2 separate regions of the Mus musculus genome follow, and region 1 is linked to region 2. The links are chromatin contacts, called in public HiChIP or PLAC-seq maps. All regions are on one chromosome and are shown on one strand. Each heading gives the region's core, a stretch centred on a gene start, on an enhancer-like site or on the middle of the called end of the contact. The rest is flanking DNA. Distances are from core to core; before and after follow the strand shown. Region 1 overlaps Sumf1 (sulfatase modifying factor 1). Region 2 holds the start of Crbn (cereblon).

The links. HiChIP or PLAC-seq counts read pairs in DNA pulled down with a chosen protein or histone mark.
Region 1: an H3K27ac HiChIP or PLAC-seq map of thymic regulatory T cells shows a contact between it and region 2, with 7 times the contacts expected there. The contact joins the enhancer-like site here to the promoter of Crbn in region 2. A contact is called at or near these places in 1 of 39 promoter capture datasets (hippocampal neurons), 1 of 15 datasets of contacts at CTCF or cohesin (large pre-B cells), 1 of 484 Hi-C or Micro-C datasets (CD4 T cells) and 3 of 115 datasets of contacts at active chromatin or transcription factors (effector CD8 T cells, stem cell-derived neural progenitor cells and thymic regulatory T cells).

What each region holds. Positions count from the first base shown.
Region 1 is chr6:108,160,524-108,167,328 of GRCm38.p6, forward strand. All of the region lies in intron 3 of Sumf1 (sulfatase modifying factor 1), which reads right to left. Among named protein-coding and RNA genes, the nearest start is that of Sumf1, 22 kb to the right of the region's middle. Within about 2 kb of position 4,563, at least 43 of the 459 cell types and tissues checked have an H3K27ac peak or open chromatin away from gene starts, as enhancers often do. A contact at or near this core is called in effector CD8 T cells and thymic regulatory T cells, where this site is marked.
Region 2 is chr6:106,795,986-106,803,492 of GRCm38.p6, forward strand. Crbn (cereblon) reads right to left here and starts at 4,102. Exons shown (of 11, transcript NM_175357.3): 1 at 4,006-4,102; 2 at 1-12. The coding sequence starts at 4,072.

The DNA of each region.
Region 1 (6,805 bases), core at 3,313-5,812, 1.4 Mb after region 2:
GAGTTATCCAGAATCATACTGCAAATGACCCTACCCCTGCCACTGGTCTTTACTGGGTGTTTTGTTTACTGAGTAGAAGCTGCAGTGTTGGACAGGCTGGCATAAAAACATAAAAATCACATCTCCTAAAACAAGAAAGTGTTGGATGCAGTTGCCCACCTACACATTTGCTGCTCAACCAAGACAACCTGAAGTTATAACACTGCTTTTTACTTGAGGGAAAGGACTTTAAACATGACCTATTTCTACTCAGCCATTTCCATAGCAACTGCCTTGGGTTTAAGTCGAAACAGCTGTGCCAGCCTGCCAGTGACCAATGGCAATGTAAACAGAACTGCTGTGAGTCTCATACCCGCTTGAGATATAGACTTCAGAGAGCAAAGACATGGTTTCCACCTTTCTCATAAGACACAGCCAGAACTCTGGTAAGAACTTGAAAAGGGGGAAAAAATAAGAGATAGCAAAAGTTGCTCTATTCCTACCAAAGGTGGGAAGTGACACTTCTTATGCACACACAGCCCAGAATAACATCCACATGGAAGACAAAATACTGTGTAATTATGCATATTTAAGTCTAAAGATGTCAGGTTCACAATTTTACAACTGCTTCCTCAAAAACTGAATGCAATTAAGTGAGCAGATTAAAAAGACAGAAGTTTCTTGAGATGCAGTGTAAACATGACAGCTATCCTTACAAAAACAGACAAGGAGAATTTCTCAGCTGGCACCAGTGAACAATGAGCACTTTCAGATCTACTCAGATCCACAAAGTATAAATAACCAAAGGAGAATCTAACAACTGGAAGAATCAAATAGAAGGGAGATTGTAGTGACTGAAATGTCTCTGGCTTCAGCAACCTGTACCCACACTGAACATCAGAACGAGGCTCTAATAAAGGGCGGAAACAAAGCCATCATCACAATGGGAAGGTAGGTAGGTCAGATGCATGACCTCTGATTAATCCTAAGTCAGGACCTTGATGACTTCACAGACTGCACTTAAGAGAACAATACATGCCTTTTCAAACAGATTTCACAAATATTTATGAAATATAGGGTGAAACCAACAAATGTTTGTTTCAGCTCTTACTGAAACCCCCCATACTGGAACGTTATACTCACAATTAGCACCCATCACACTTCAGGTCTTCACAGGAAGAATAGAAACCCTGGCAGGGTGGAGCATTGCAGGCACCCTGTAAGAACAGCTCAAGGAATTCGTGCAGCCGACAGTAGCTGACACTGGACTGATTTTACTCATTTCCAGTTGAGATGGAGAGAGACACAGGGAATGGTACTGATTTGGGTGACTGCTTAAAAGGAGTAAGAAAAAAAAGTATCTAAAAAAAAAAAAAAAACTTTAACAGGATGTGCAAATAGGTGAGAGCATGTCCCATCTTTAAACAACGTGACAGTACTCATGAAAAGTCTGCATCCCATGCACAGCCAGCAAGTTGACGGAACCACTTATACAGGCCAGCTGTCGTGCTGTGAATGAGGACGACCTCCTGGGTACATATACTTGAAGGTTTGGTCCCTGGTTTGTGGAACTACTTAGAAAAGATGAGGAGGTGTGGCCTGGAGGGAGGAACTTGGAGAAGGAAGAGGGCTTTGAGGTTTCAAAAGCCAACTCCATTTGCCATCCTGCTGCCCTGCTCCCTATCACGATGATCATGAACCCATCCTGTGAAACTATAGGCCCCAATAAACTCTATCTTTTATAAGTAGCATCAGTCACAGTGTCTTAGCACAATAGCAGAAGAGTAACTATGACTACAACACAGAAATTACCTCCACATGGAGGGCTGCAGTGAGAATTCTGGAATTTTGGTTTCTTTAAAACCTTCAGCCAGCTGATGATAGTTTCTGTGATTGTATGATGTTTAGAATTCTGGGAACTTTTCGGGGGATACGAAAATGCTAGGGCCCCGATAAGTGGGGTAGGTAGTTGTTGATCATTCAGGGGGTTGGTTGCGGTTTGTTAGTAGTTATGGTCAAAGAAGAAACAAGAAAAGACATCAGATTCAGATCTCTCTCTCTCTCTCTCTCTCTCTCTCTCTCTCTCTCTCTCCCCTCCCCTTCCTTCCTTCCTCCCTCAATCCACTCCCCCCCAACCCCTGCTTTCTCTTCTATCTAGTGACATGGGTAAACCCAGAACGATAAAGGGTAGGAAAAAGAAGACCCCACAAAGTAGCAAAGCCCAGCTACAGAGGGCTGTGCATCTCCACAATAGAGTGTGTATATGGTGTGTGTAGAGAGCTCTGCCTTCAAACATTGACCCTGAAAAATAAGCATATACAGAAAAGATTGCTTGGAGGAGAGTTTGAAAATCCCATCCACTGAAACATCATCTCTCCCACTCTGTTCTTGAGTTTGCTCTTTCACAGTCCTGAGATCTAATCCAAAGATATATGTGCACTACCACTGAGCTATATCCTCTACCCATTATTTTTTTTAAATAGGGCACTGCTATATAGCTCAGGCTGGCTTTCAACCTGTGATCCTGCCTCTGCCTCCTGAATGCTGGGGTTACAGATGTGGAGCGGCCCACTGTAAATTCTTATTTACATATACACATTTCTTTCTTATTTCCTTTTTTTTTTTTTTTGAAGGGGTTGTCTCTTGAGATAGGGTTTCTCCGTGTAGCACTGGCTCTCCTGGAACTCAGAGATCCACCTACCTCTGCCTCCCAAGTGCTGGGATTAAAGGCATTCACCTGACACATATGAATTTTTAGTCTGTAATCTACCTTGTTTCTATAAGGGAGTGTATGATATAAAGACCAACATTCCATTGGGGGACTGAGGTTATACTCATTCTTTTCCTTGATCCACGTTGAGCCTTAAAAGACCTAGGCCTTGAAAATAAATGCAAGTGCACTGTACACAGGCTCTGTGCTCGCCCACTTACCTCCTGCACCCCCATCCTATCAGGAGCCTTAGCCAGGTTGGAGGAAAGCAACTGCTATCCTATGACACTGCGCTCTCCCCTTCCAGGGTTATCACAGTTGTCTTCCTGAGCTCATGCCACACACTGACTCCTGAGTCAAGCAAACAACTACTCTTTTCAATCCAGCACAAATGACAGAAGTACTTTATCTTATCCAGTCATCTAGCCCTAGACTTCCCTTTCCAAATAACTCTGGAGCTCTGAACCCGCCTCAACCCGGATCACCAAACCAGCATCTCAAACCAAAGAAGAGCTGTCTTTGCAGCCTGAGAGATAAACAGGTCATACCAGGTCTGAGCTCTGCCCTTCCAAGAACTAAATGTTCTAATCCAACACCTGAATGATAAGCTTTCATTCTGCCAGATACATAATAACCACCTACTGAGTGACCGTCACTGTACTAGAGACACAGGAGTAAATAACACAATGCAAAGTGGGGCAGGAGGGTGTACACTTTTAATCCCAGCATTTGGAAGGCCGAGCCAGGTGCGTCTCTGAGTTTGAAGCCAGCCTGGCCTACAGAGTGAGTTCCAGACAGGCAGAGCTACACAGAGAGAGCCTATCTCAAAACAAAAACAAACAAATAACCCTCTGGTGCATTCGCCCCACCTTCTGGGATGAACCCTAGTAAGGTAAACATTTATGAAATGCCTACAGGAGCCCGCATGACAACAAAGACAAGCAGCACAGAAGATACAAGAAGCCAGAGAACTCCTACCACACAAGGAGCCCTGGAACAAGCGAGAAGGATGGTGTCCACGGACCTCCCAGAGGAAGCTCGCTAATACCTGACCACAGAAATGATGGTGGGTAGTCACAGCAGGTGGTCACAGCAGCCCCTCTACCTGAGCTGCTCCTAAGATCAGTTCCCTCACCAGCAAGGGTCCAATGAATTACTCTTTCACACGCCGACTTTCCAGGACTCTTGTCCCACAAACTCTTGACACTGACCCACCATGGTTCCCTTCCAGCACAGAATCTCAAACCAACCAGAAACCACCTCACCAAAGCAGAGTAACAGGAGGGAGACAGGGCAGGAAGGATCTGAGCAGAGCTACAAAGCTGCTCTAGACACACCTCCTTCTAAAACTCACCAAACGTTCATAGTGAGCAACAGAGATGGCGCCCGTTGTTTTCCCGGTGTTACAACAAAATATGAGCTGCTGGGTAATGTTTAAAGAAAACTAGTTTGGGTTGGGAGTGCAGTTCAGTGTCTACCATATAAAAAGCTCATTCCCTATCATCACAAATGAGGGGAAAAAAAAGAGGATGAGTCCATAGCTAATGATTCCATTCATGGATGTAGTTCTAGAGGCCAGAGGTCAGGTGTCTTCCCCATTCGCTTAATGTCTTTCTTCAGATAGAATTTCTAAGTGGCCTGGAGCTCACCAAGTTAGACAGGCAGGCCAAGCACCAAGAATCCTGCTGCCTGTCTCCCAAGTTCTAAAGTTATAGTCATGAACTACTGAAGCCAGCTTTTTCACATGGGATCTGGGGATCAAATTCACATCTTCATGTTCTCAGACAAGCAGCTTACTGAGTGGGCCGTCTCTCCAGCCCAGGCTTGCCCTTTTATAACAAGGCTTATAAGGTCATCAATCCCGTCGGTAGGCTGTCTCCCCAGTGACCTAATTACCTCCTCATATTGAAAGTGAAAGTGCGTCTCAATAGTCTACTTAAACTCTACCACTTCTCCACATTACCATATTGAAACTAACCTTCTGGTACAACCACATCTAAACATGGGATAATAATGGAGAATAATAGTGTGCCACACACATACACACATGCACACGTGTACACACCCACAACATGCTGTTGCAAAATGAAGTAGTCATAAAATTATAGGCAAAAGTGTTCTCAAAAAATACACATATGTGCCAAAGTCAATAAAGAAGTGGAAATTAAAGGAAAAAATCATTTTATCAATATTACTTTTATTTCAGAAACTCAAGAGACAAAATGAATACAATTTTTAACTTAAGGGAAAAGAAAGACAGGGGTAATTCAAGGAACAAGTAATACACATAGAACGTAGACCTCTGTGATATAGTGTTTGCTTATCATGTATAAGACTCTAGGTTTGACCTCCACCCACAAAAGTTTACAAATTAAAGGCTCCAAGAGGGCAGTAAAGGCACAAAACACACACACACACACACACACAGTAAAAGCAACGAAAAATTTTGGGTGGAGTGTTTTGTGAGTTGATGTCCTTATCCCTTCACTGGAAGCCCTGCCTAGCTACAGAAGGTGGCCACTTAAGGCTCCATGTCCCCCACTACAAGGAGCCTCAGCTAGAGTCACCCTCACAGACTCCCTGGAACTACCCCCATCCCAAGTGTCTAGTACTTCCTAGAGATGGTGCTTCCCCAAGCCGATTTTTATCTAAAGTCCCCAGCCCTGCATTCCACCCCTGCTCTCCCTATATCTCACCCCCACCAGTTCCCCTCCTCTTCCTCTCCCATCCAGTTCCCTTCCTCCCTCCATCCAATGACAATTTATTTCCCATTCTGAGTGAAATTCAAGCATGTTCCCTTGGGCCTTCCTTGTTATTTAGCTTCTTTGAATCTGTGGATTATATCCTAGGTATTCTGTACTTTATGGTTAATATCCACGTATTAGTGAGTACACACCACACATGTCCTTTTGGATCTAGATTACCTCACGCAGGATGATAGTTTCTAGTTCCATCCATTTGTCCACAAACTTCATGATGTCTTTGTTTTAACAGCTGAGTAGTATTCTATTGTGTAAATCAACCACATTTTCTTCTCAATCCCTTCGGGTGAGGGACATCTGGGTTGTTTCAGTTTCTGGCTGTTATAAATAGAGCTGCTATGAACATAGTGGAGTCAGTGTCCTCAGGGTACTGTGGAGCATCTTTTGGGTATTTACCTATGAGGAGTATAGCTGGGTTGTGAGGGAGAACTATTCCCAATTTTCTGAGAAACCACAAAACTGATTTTCAGAGTGGTTGTACAAATTTGCCCTAAAACCTTTGAAACAAAATTTGTCCTGCCTTCAAGAAGTGCAGAGACAAAGATGTTGTAGAGACTGAGGAAATGGCCCTACTTAAAATCCATCCCATGGACAAGAACCAATCCCTGACACGACTAGTGATACTCTGTTATGTTTGCAGACAGGAGCCTAGCATAAATGTCCCCTTAGAAGCTCCACCCAGCAACTGACTGAAACAGATGCAGAGACCCACAGCCCAACATTTGACAAAGCTCAGAAAGTATTATGGAAAAGTTGAGGAAAGGACTGAGGGACCCAGAAGGATACGAACTCTACAAGAAGATCAACAGAGTCAACTAACCTGACCATTGGGGGTTCCCAAAGACTGAACCATCAACCAAACAACATACAAGGGCTGCACCTAGCCACACCCCTACCCCCATTTACACAGGAGGAACACAGCTTGGTCTTCATGTGGGTCCCCCAAGAAGCAAGGGCTGTCTCCGACTCTGTGGCCTATCTATGGATCTTGTCCCCCTAACTCAGCTGTCTTGTCTGGCCTCATTGGGAGAGGATATACCTAGTCTAGCAGTGGCTTGAGGTGTCAGTGTGGGTTGGTAACCAGAGAAGACCTCATCCTTCTCAGAGATGAAGGGATGGGGAGAAGTGTTGTATGAGGGCCACTGAAAAGAGAAGGGGTCTGAGATCAAGATGTAAAGTAAATAAATGAAAAAATTGGTAGAAAGACAACAAAAATGTTCGTAAATTTGAACCACAACACTGAAAATAGAGATTGAAAAAGTGAACCTGTGTCTGAGAATCCTGCCCCCGCCCATAACCAAGACATACACTGCAAACACAACACTTGAGCACTCAGGCAAAAACAATAAGCAAC
Region 2 (7,507 bases), core at 2,852-5,351:
CTTCACTGTCTGCTGAAGGAGAATAATAGAGGGAAAAAATGAGATTCATTAAAAAAAAAAAAAAAGAAAAGAAAAAAGCAAGTCAGTTCTGGTTCCATTCACACACCCTGAATTGAAGAAAGACACTCTTAAAAGGAAAGCTGTGCAGAGACAGCGGCAGAGGCTGGGTCTGTGCTCTTTCTGTCATGGCGCCTTTTCCTTTCTTTTCCTTTCCTTTCTTTTTTCCCTGTTTTTAACAATCAACTATCTTAGGACACTTTAAGATTTCCTGGAATGTTGGAAAAATAGAATTCTAGCATGCCAAGACTATCTTCCTCCATTGTTAGCATGGTCCATGCATCTGGTATTCTTGTGACAACTAAGTCGTCGATATTGGCACATTACTGTTAACTAAATGCCTTATCTTATTTGGATTGCCTTTGATTTTCAGCTATTCTCCATTTCCTGTTACCCCTCCAGGACACCATGCTATATTTAGGTATGGCTCCTTTGCTGCCTGTGGTACACGCATGCTGGATGTTCTGTCTTCCTTATCAGGACTTTACACAGCATCCCTCAATAGGGAATAGATGTCATTCTCTATTAGAGTTCTGCTAGGGACAACGCCTATTCCTCACCGCACATCAAGGGTACGTACAGTCAGCCTGACCCAGGGGCTGATGTTCCCCTTGATTTCTGGTCAGAAACAGCCGCCAGCTTCCTTCTCTGTAAACCCCCTCGCCCCTGCCCCGCAGTTACACCGTACACGGTTGGAAAGCAGATCACTAGGTCCAGCCTAACGACTGACGTGGCTGAATTAGGCCCATCTCCTGCATGGATGAGTCTTATCTTCTCCATCACTACTAATCCTGACACCTTACACAATGAATTCCAATTGATTAAAGCTGTTTTTTCATTTGAAAAAAAAAACAATGAAGGCTTGAACAAAGTAATCTATGAGGTTCTTTCAGACTTTAGCTACAAAGTTTCTCTGTGAAAAAGAAAGCAAGGAAAACACAAGCAGGCAAGAAAGGTCTGTTAATGAAACTGGGAAAAAAAATACCATTAAAACCTGGCTCACCGTCATATTTAAACGTGAAATGTTTGCAATTATTTTTCATAAAACATCGCTTTGTCATTCTCAATTTAAAAATAAAGTTGGCCCAAAGAAAATACATTTTAAAGGAGATGTCTTTTTTTTTTTTCTTTTCTTTTCTGTTTTTCGAGTTTTTGGAGACAGGGTTTCTCTATGTAGCCCTGGCTGTCCTGGAACTCACTCTGTAGACCAGGCTGGCCTCGAACTCAGAAATCTGCCTGCCTCTGCCTCCCAAGTGCTGGGATTAAAGGAGTGCGCCACCACTGCCTGGCAAAAGGAGATATCTTAAGAACTCTACCTGCACTTTTTTTTTTGAAATGAAATGAAAGCTAAGCTGATCCACCTGATAACATGATGCTGCCAAGGGCAGAGATGAAAGTCTGAAGAAACAAAACACAACGCTACTTTCTAGAAGTGGTATTCTATCAAGTGTGAGCTGTTCTTTTCCTGCTAACTATGGGAACATTTCCAACTCGATGACTTTGTTCCTTGTAATGTTTAGAACTGTCTGAAGATATCTTTGACTGTCACAACTATAAAAACCCCGGTAATGCAGACTAGGAGTTGTCTAGGCTCTTACACACACTGTGCTGCAACATAGCCAGGGGTTTTCCAGGCTGAAAGGGTGACAGTCTCAAGGTTGGGAAACAATGGCCTAAACTAAGTCTCATTTCTCTTCAAATGTTTTTAAATACATCCAAAAAGTTTTAAAATGCATAAGGTTTCATTACAAATTGGTCAGCTTTTCCATTTTTGAAAATTATTATTTACACCAAACTACCTAAAAGGATGTTCTTATGAAAAAACATGAAGATTTTACTTTATTTTTATTATAAATTCCTAGATAAAAGGCTCTGTCAAAGAGAAGAACATAATTCAAGTGGTATGCAGATAGTTTCTATTTAACATTTCTAAACATGATTTTATTGACAATAGGGAAGTTTATCAAGCGATAAAGACGAAGCTAAAATAAGAAAAACATTCTGAATTTAATTTTTTCATCTACAACTCCGAGAATGTAGATTTTACTTGACATTTGGAGAGACCCATTCTCTTCTTTACTACAGCAAGTTTAAAGTACCTGCTATTAGCTCCAGGGCTAATACACCTGAAATTTCCTATGTTTATTCTTTAAAAGAATTTGCTTATGAACAGGCTATAATTAACTTCTCCAACTTGGTTATGTTTTTATTTGAGCACTTAATTTGTCCAATATGGATTCTTCACACCTAAAATGTTAAGCAATTCCCTTAGCTGTTAAGGATGATCACTTTTCAAAGCAAGTTACACTACATGAATTCAGGGGACAAGCCAAAGTGTCTCCAGAAATAAAACTATTATAATTTGGAAACCCACTATTCTATATCTACAACATCTGTGAGCCTCTTCCTTCTAATATTTCAAATTGAGAAACTACAGAGTTTTCAGAGCTCCCGGTGGCTCACACAGAAGCACCTGATGAATGCCAATAGCGGGGGAGCACCCTTCTCCTACTCCACCACTTTCCCTAAACGTCTGCTCCATTCACAGTGGAGCTGCTGTCCCTGAAATCTCTTCTGTTGAAAGATGATCACCTTTAGGAACTGCCGCGAGTACAGCTCAATAACCAGTGGCTTACAGAAAAGGTGCTTTCTATGCACTGGCCCTGCACCCAGCATTTCTTCTTCTGTCTACACTACCACCAAGGAACACATTCACACCTGAAGCACACCTTCTGAGGCAACAAACTGAAACCTGAAATTATTTCTTCACACCCCACACAAAAAAGTTCCTAACTGAAATGACTAAGGATGCACGGTTTCAACAATGTAGGACTAACCTAGTCCACAAATGAACCCTAAGTGAATCTCCATCACAAGATTTTCAAATCCCACAATAATCCCTACCCATGAAAATCACAGCAGGAGTTGGAGACATAGCTCAGAGGATTTGGGAGTGCCTGGTATCCAATCCAGCAAAAAACACAAACCCAGTACACCCAGCAGCAGTTGCTTATATGGCTCTAAATGAACTGCACCTGTGATTGTAATTATTCTCAATAGCCTTATCCTAACTGTGACCCTCCTAAAAGTAGCCGACTGATGTTTTTCCTACAAACAAGGTTAACAGACTGCATGGCTTTTAACTACAACCAAAAGGCTCTGGCAATAGTCTGTGTTTCTACAGCATTCTAAGAACAGTCCGTACCACTAGTTCATCCACTTTCAGCATTCAATACTGCAACATAAGTTGTCATAAACCATAAAGGCATAAAGTAAGCAGGAGAAATCGGTAATACCGTTCTCCTGAGTACCCTAAAAGTAGGCATATTATTTGCAGACCTGAGAAAAACCGCTAAATAACTACCTCCACAGAGAGATAGCTAAGAGATACCAGCTGTGGTGGCAGATCAGTACACCGCGCAGCCCTATCTGCAACTGTGTGACCTTCCACGTCACTGGATGGTATACATTTAACAACCCGTCGATAAGTTTCTCCTCCATAAGCAAGGCTCTGGACAGATGACAGGTGTAATAATAAAAGCAGAAATGCACGCAAAGCATTCACTGCGGGGCCCACGACGTGCAAATGCCTACTGCATGTTAGCTGTCAGTCTTATGAGAAAGCAGATGAGCAGGAAAAGTAACGGCTGCTAATGTCACCCGGTTCTCAACTTCGCCTACTCCCACAAAATTTTCAGGGAGGCCGGCTTGGGAGAAAGATGGAAAGGAATGGGGGTCCCTGCTCTGGGAAACCAAAGTCCGTGGCCCCAACATCCCCGACAGCCCAGGAGACAGGCCGGGAGGAAAGCGCAGAGCTGCGGAGGGCGAGGCTCACACGGGAGGCTTCCCACCGGCCGCTGCGCCCGAGTAGCTGTCCCCGTCCTCCCTGCGGGATCGGCCCCGGTCCTCGGTCTCCACCCACGGCCAGGCGCCCGTCCCGGAGGTTACCAGGCAGAAGCGGCAGGTGGTTTCCCATGTTGTGCGCAGCGTCCTGCTGATCTCCCTCGCCGGCCATGTCTGTTTACCCGCAAAGGAGCCTGGGAAAGGGCGGTGCCGGCACGCAGGGGGAGGGTCTGCGATACGCCGCCGCCACGCTCCCGGGCCACAGCGCCCCCTGGCGGCTCCAACGAGGCGAGCCGAGAGCGGCACAGCGGAGCCAAATGAAGAGGACCATCTTTAAGGAGGACAAGAAACCCAAAGTTATCCATGACCCACTGACCCCACACAAGTTACACAGCTCCCTTCTCAGCCACAAAGACGTTTTGACAGGTGGGAAACCCAAGTCTGTGTTTTTAGTGTCCACTTGGAGCAAACACGTCCTTATACAGCATCCTCTTTTGTCTGGAAGTATGGACTGTTCCAGGGGCCGTTGGAATATAGCAGATTTTTAAAACGATTTCAGTAGCCCTCGGATATAGCCCCAAATTAACATGTATCAGTATGAAGCAAAGATTTGCAAGGACAAAAAAGGCTGATAATCACCTGGAAAATAAAACTGTCAGTATATAAACTAGCCTAGTCATAATGGCTTCACTAAGAGAAAAATGGATCAATGTATGGTAAAAAACAATTACAACATGCTAAAAGAAAGAGAATTGTCTAGCACTGGAGTTGTGGATGGATTTTTTTTTTCCAATTTTAAGAGTGTATACAATATATTTCTAACACGTTTTCACTGAAGAAAAGAAAATAATGGAATGACAAACGATATCTAAAGAAGGAAGTAGTGGTAGTAGGCAGAGAATAAGAGGAAGGAAAAAAAAGTAAACTAATGAATCTGAGGTTTGAAGACATTTTTACCCCAAGAAAAAAATGCTGCATTAAAAAAAAATTCACAACCCAAAAACACGTTGGAATGGTAACTGGATCCGATAGGCGTTTCCTATGGTGACCAACACATAGGCCAGATTAGACCAGATTAAAAGTAGGTAAAGGCATAGTTATCAGGAGGCAGCTCTAAGGGGAGTTCGCTGGTCTCACAGGTGGAGGTCAGTGAAGTCAAACACCCAGGTTTAAGCAACGTGACTTTATAGAGTTTTGGTGAGGAGTGATTACTTGTTGGTTAGGAGATGGGGTTGTTGCCCATACCTGGTTAAAAACTGATCCCCTGGCAGCCACTCTTGGGTGGGTTCCAGGAAATGCTGACATGTTAGCCCGGAGTTTTCTCCAAGACAGAGGTGGAGTTTTCACTCCGCGGTTGGGGATCAGGGAAGGAGAGTAGACTGGGTTTCCCAGCTTGTACAGGGGAAGAGCAGGGGTTCAGCCTAACACTATCAATTCCATATCACTCAGCCTTCTGTCCCTGAGTCACTCTGGCCTTGGCCAAGTCACTTTTATATCCCCAGGACTCAGTTTACCCAATGTTAAAACCAGAACGCAAATGTCCCAGATGTATTCCCTTTAATAGCATATACAATATTGATGCCTTTTATGATCGAGTTAAAAACAGCTGCATGAGCCATTGTAATGAGTTAAGGTGTTTTTCTCGCTAGTAAGAGGACAATTCAGGTCTAGACCACCAGAGAGCATGGAACATAGATGGTGACTGTTAAAGAGAGAACAAGAAGTTCAACCAAGTGATGAATGAATGTGCATAGCTGTACACACACACACATATTTTTGTTGTCGCTGGATCAATTTAAATACAGTTCACAGAATTTCAATAAATTGTTTAGCTGCAGAATTTTCTATCTCAGCAAGCATCTGGTTTCTATTTTATATATCTATCTGTGCATGTGTAAGATGACACTTTTTGGTTCACAGGGGAGCAAGTGTGTCAGTGAGTATGGTGGCCAAAATATCAACCTAGAGTTTTATTACTTGGGAGTAATACACCTGGTTTATTGTGGCAATGTCTTTCATTGGCCTAAGAGTAAGCAATTAGGCCAGGGTGACTCCCCAGTGGTCCCCAGGGATCCAGTGTCTCTGCCTCTGTTGTGTTGGAGGATATTACAAGTGAAGCTTACCACACGACTGGATTAAAAAGTACATTTTAATATAGATTCTTGAGATTGAACTCGGGTCCTCATGCTTGCACAACAAACACTTCAGCAACCGAGCATCCTCCCTAGCCCAGAGTAGGTAGTCTCTAAATAAGGAAGCTCTTACTTTGCTGGTGGTGTCTCAAAAGTGCCTTTCAATTATCTGAACCCCGAGTCAGTCAGTCAAGAATTGTCTGTGCCACATCTCATACCTCCTGCAGATGGATCGGCGGGGGATAAAATATGGAGTGAAAAAAACAAATTAATTAATTAATTAAAAAAAAAGAATTGTCTGGGAAAGAAGGAATCATTGGGAAGAACTTAAAAAAGTTCTCCCCCCACCCCCTGTCTCTCTCTCTCTCCTGTTTCTCACTTGTAGCCATGCTCCAGTATCATCAGAGCCCCCATTTGTATGTCTTTCCCGATTTTCTTTTATCTCTGCTCCCTTTAAATTCACTACCTAGTTCTTTTCATTCTTCCTGTCATCCCTCTAACGTGGACACATGTATCTGTAGCTTTACCTTTCAGTAAGGCTCACAAGACGTGGCACTGGAAAAAAGTACTGAAGCAAGCACACTTCTTGTATTAAAGCCCTACATACTAGAAGTAATCAAGAACCATGATCATATACTGGTGTGCATGTGTGTGTGTGTGTGTGTGTGTGTGTGTGTGTGTGTGTGTGTGTGTAGTAAGCCAGGTAGGAGGACATCTTTTCTTTAGAGTACTCTGTCAAATGCTGGGTCTGGCAGTTATTGCTGTGAGATGCGTACTTCAGCATCTCACGCTGTAAATCCCAGTTACAGGTGGATAAAAGATAAATCTTGTCTGCTCTGCACAGGTCTAGAGGGGAGGAAAGGGGGAAACATGCTCTGTAAGCTGGAATATCATCAGAGGCAGGGCATCTTTCATGGCCTCCTCAGTGTCAACAATTTTATTAATGACTCTCATATTTCAGTTATATGTAGAATAATACAGGGTTGGAAGAAATTGTTATATGCAGCTTTCACAGCTGCTGCAATATTTTCTGGTCCTCCAGAGTGTATATAGGTTCCACAGAGGTTGGGTTATTTGTGAGAAATGATTGTTTGGGACAATACTTAGGGCTTCAATTTACTGCGACCTCCTACCACCGCATCCATCTCTGCCTTGACAGGTAAAGTAGAGAAGATTTTGCAAGATGGTAAAATGTGGTGCAATTTATGGTTCTTAGACTTTCGTACGAAATTGTTTTCATGACTCACCTGGATATTTCGAATGGCATGTGACTCTTCTACCACAGCCGAGGATCACTGCACAGGAAGCGGCTCTAGGTTCCACTTTCTTCCTCACCTTTTGGATGGTAATTGCTCCATCCTTCTCCTGCTTCTGATTTCTTGGTGTTGCTGTAACAGTTGACTGTATCCAAGTGGTTGGATATTCTTGCTACAATGGCACAACACCAACAGCTCCCTGCAACAGAAGTTTATACA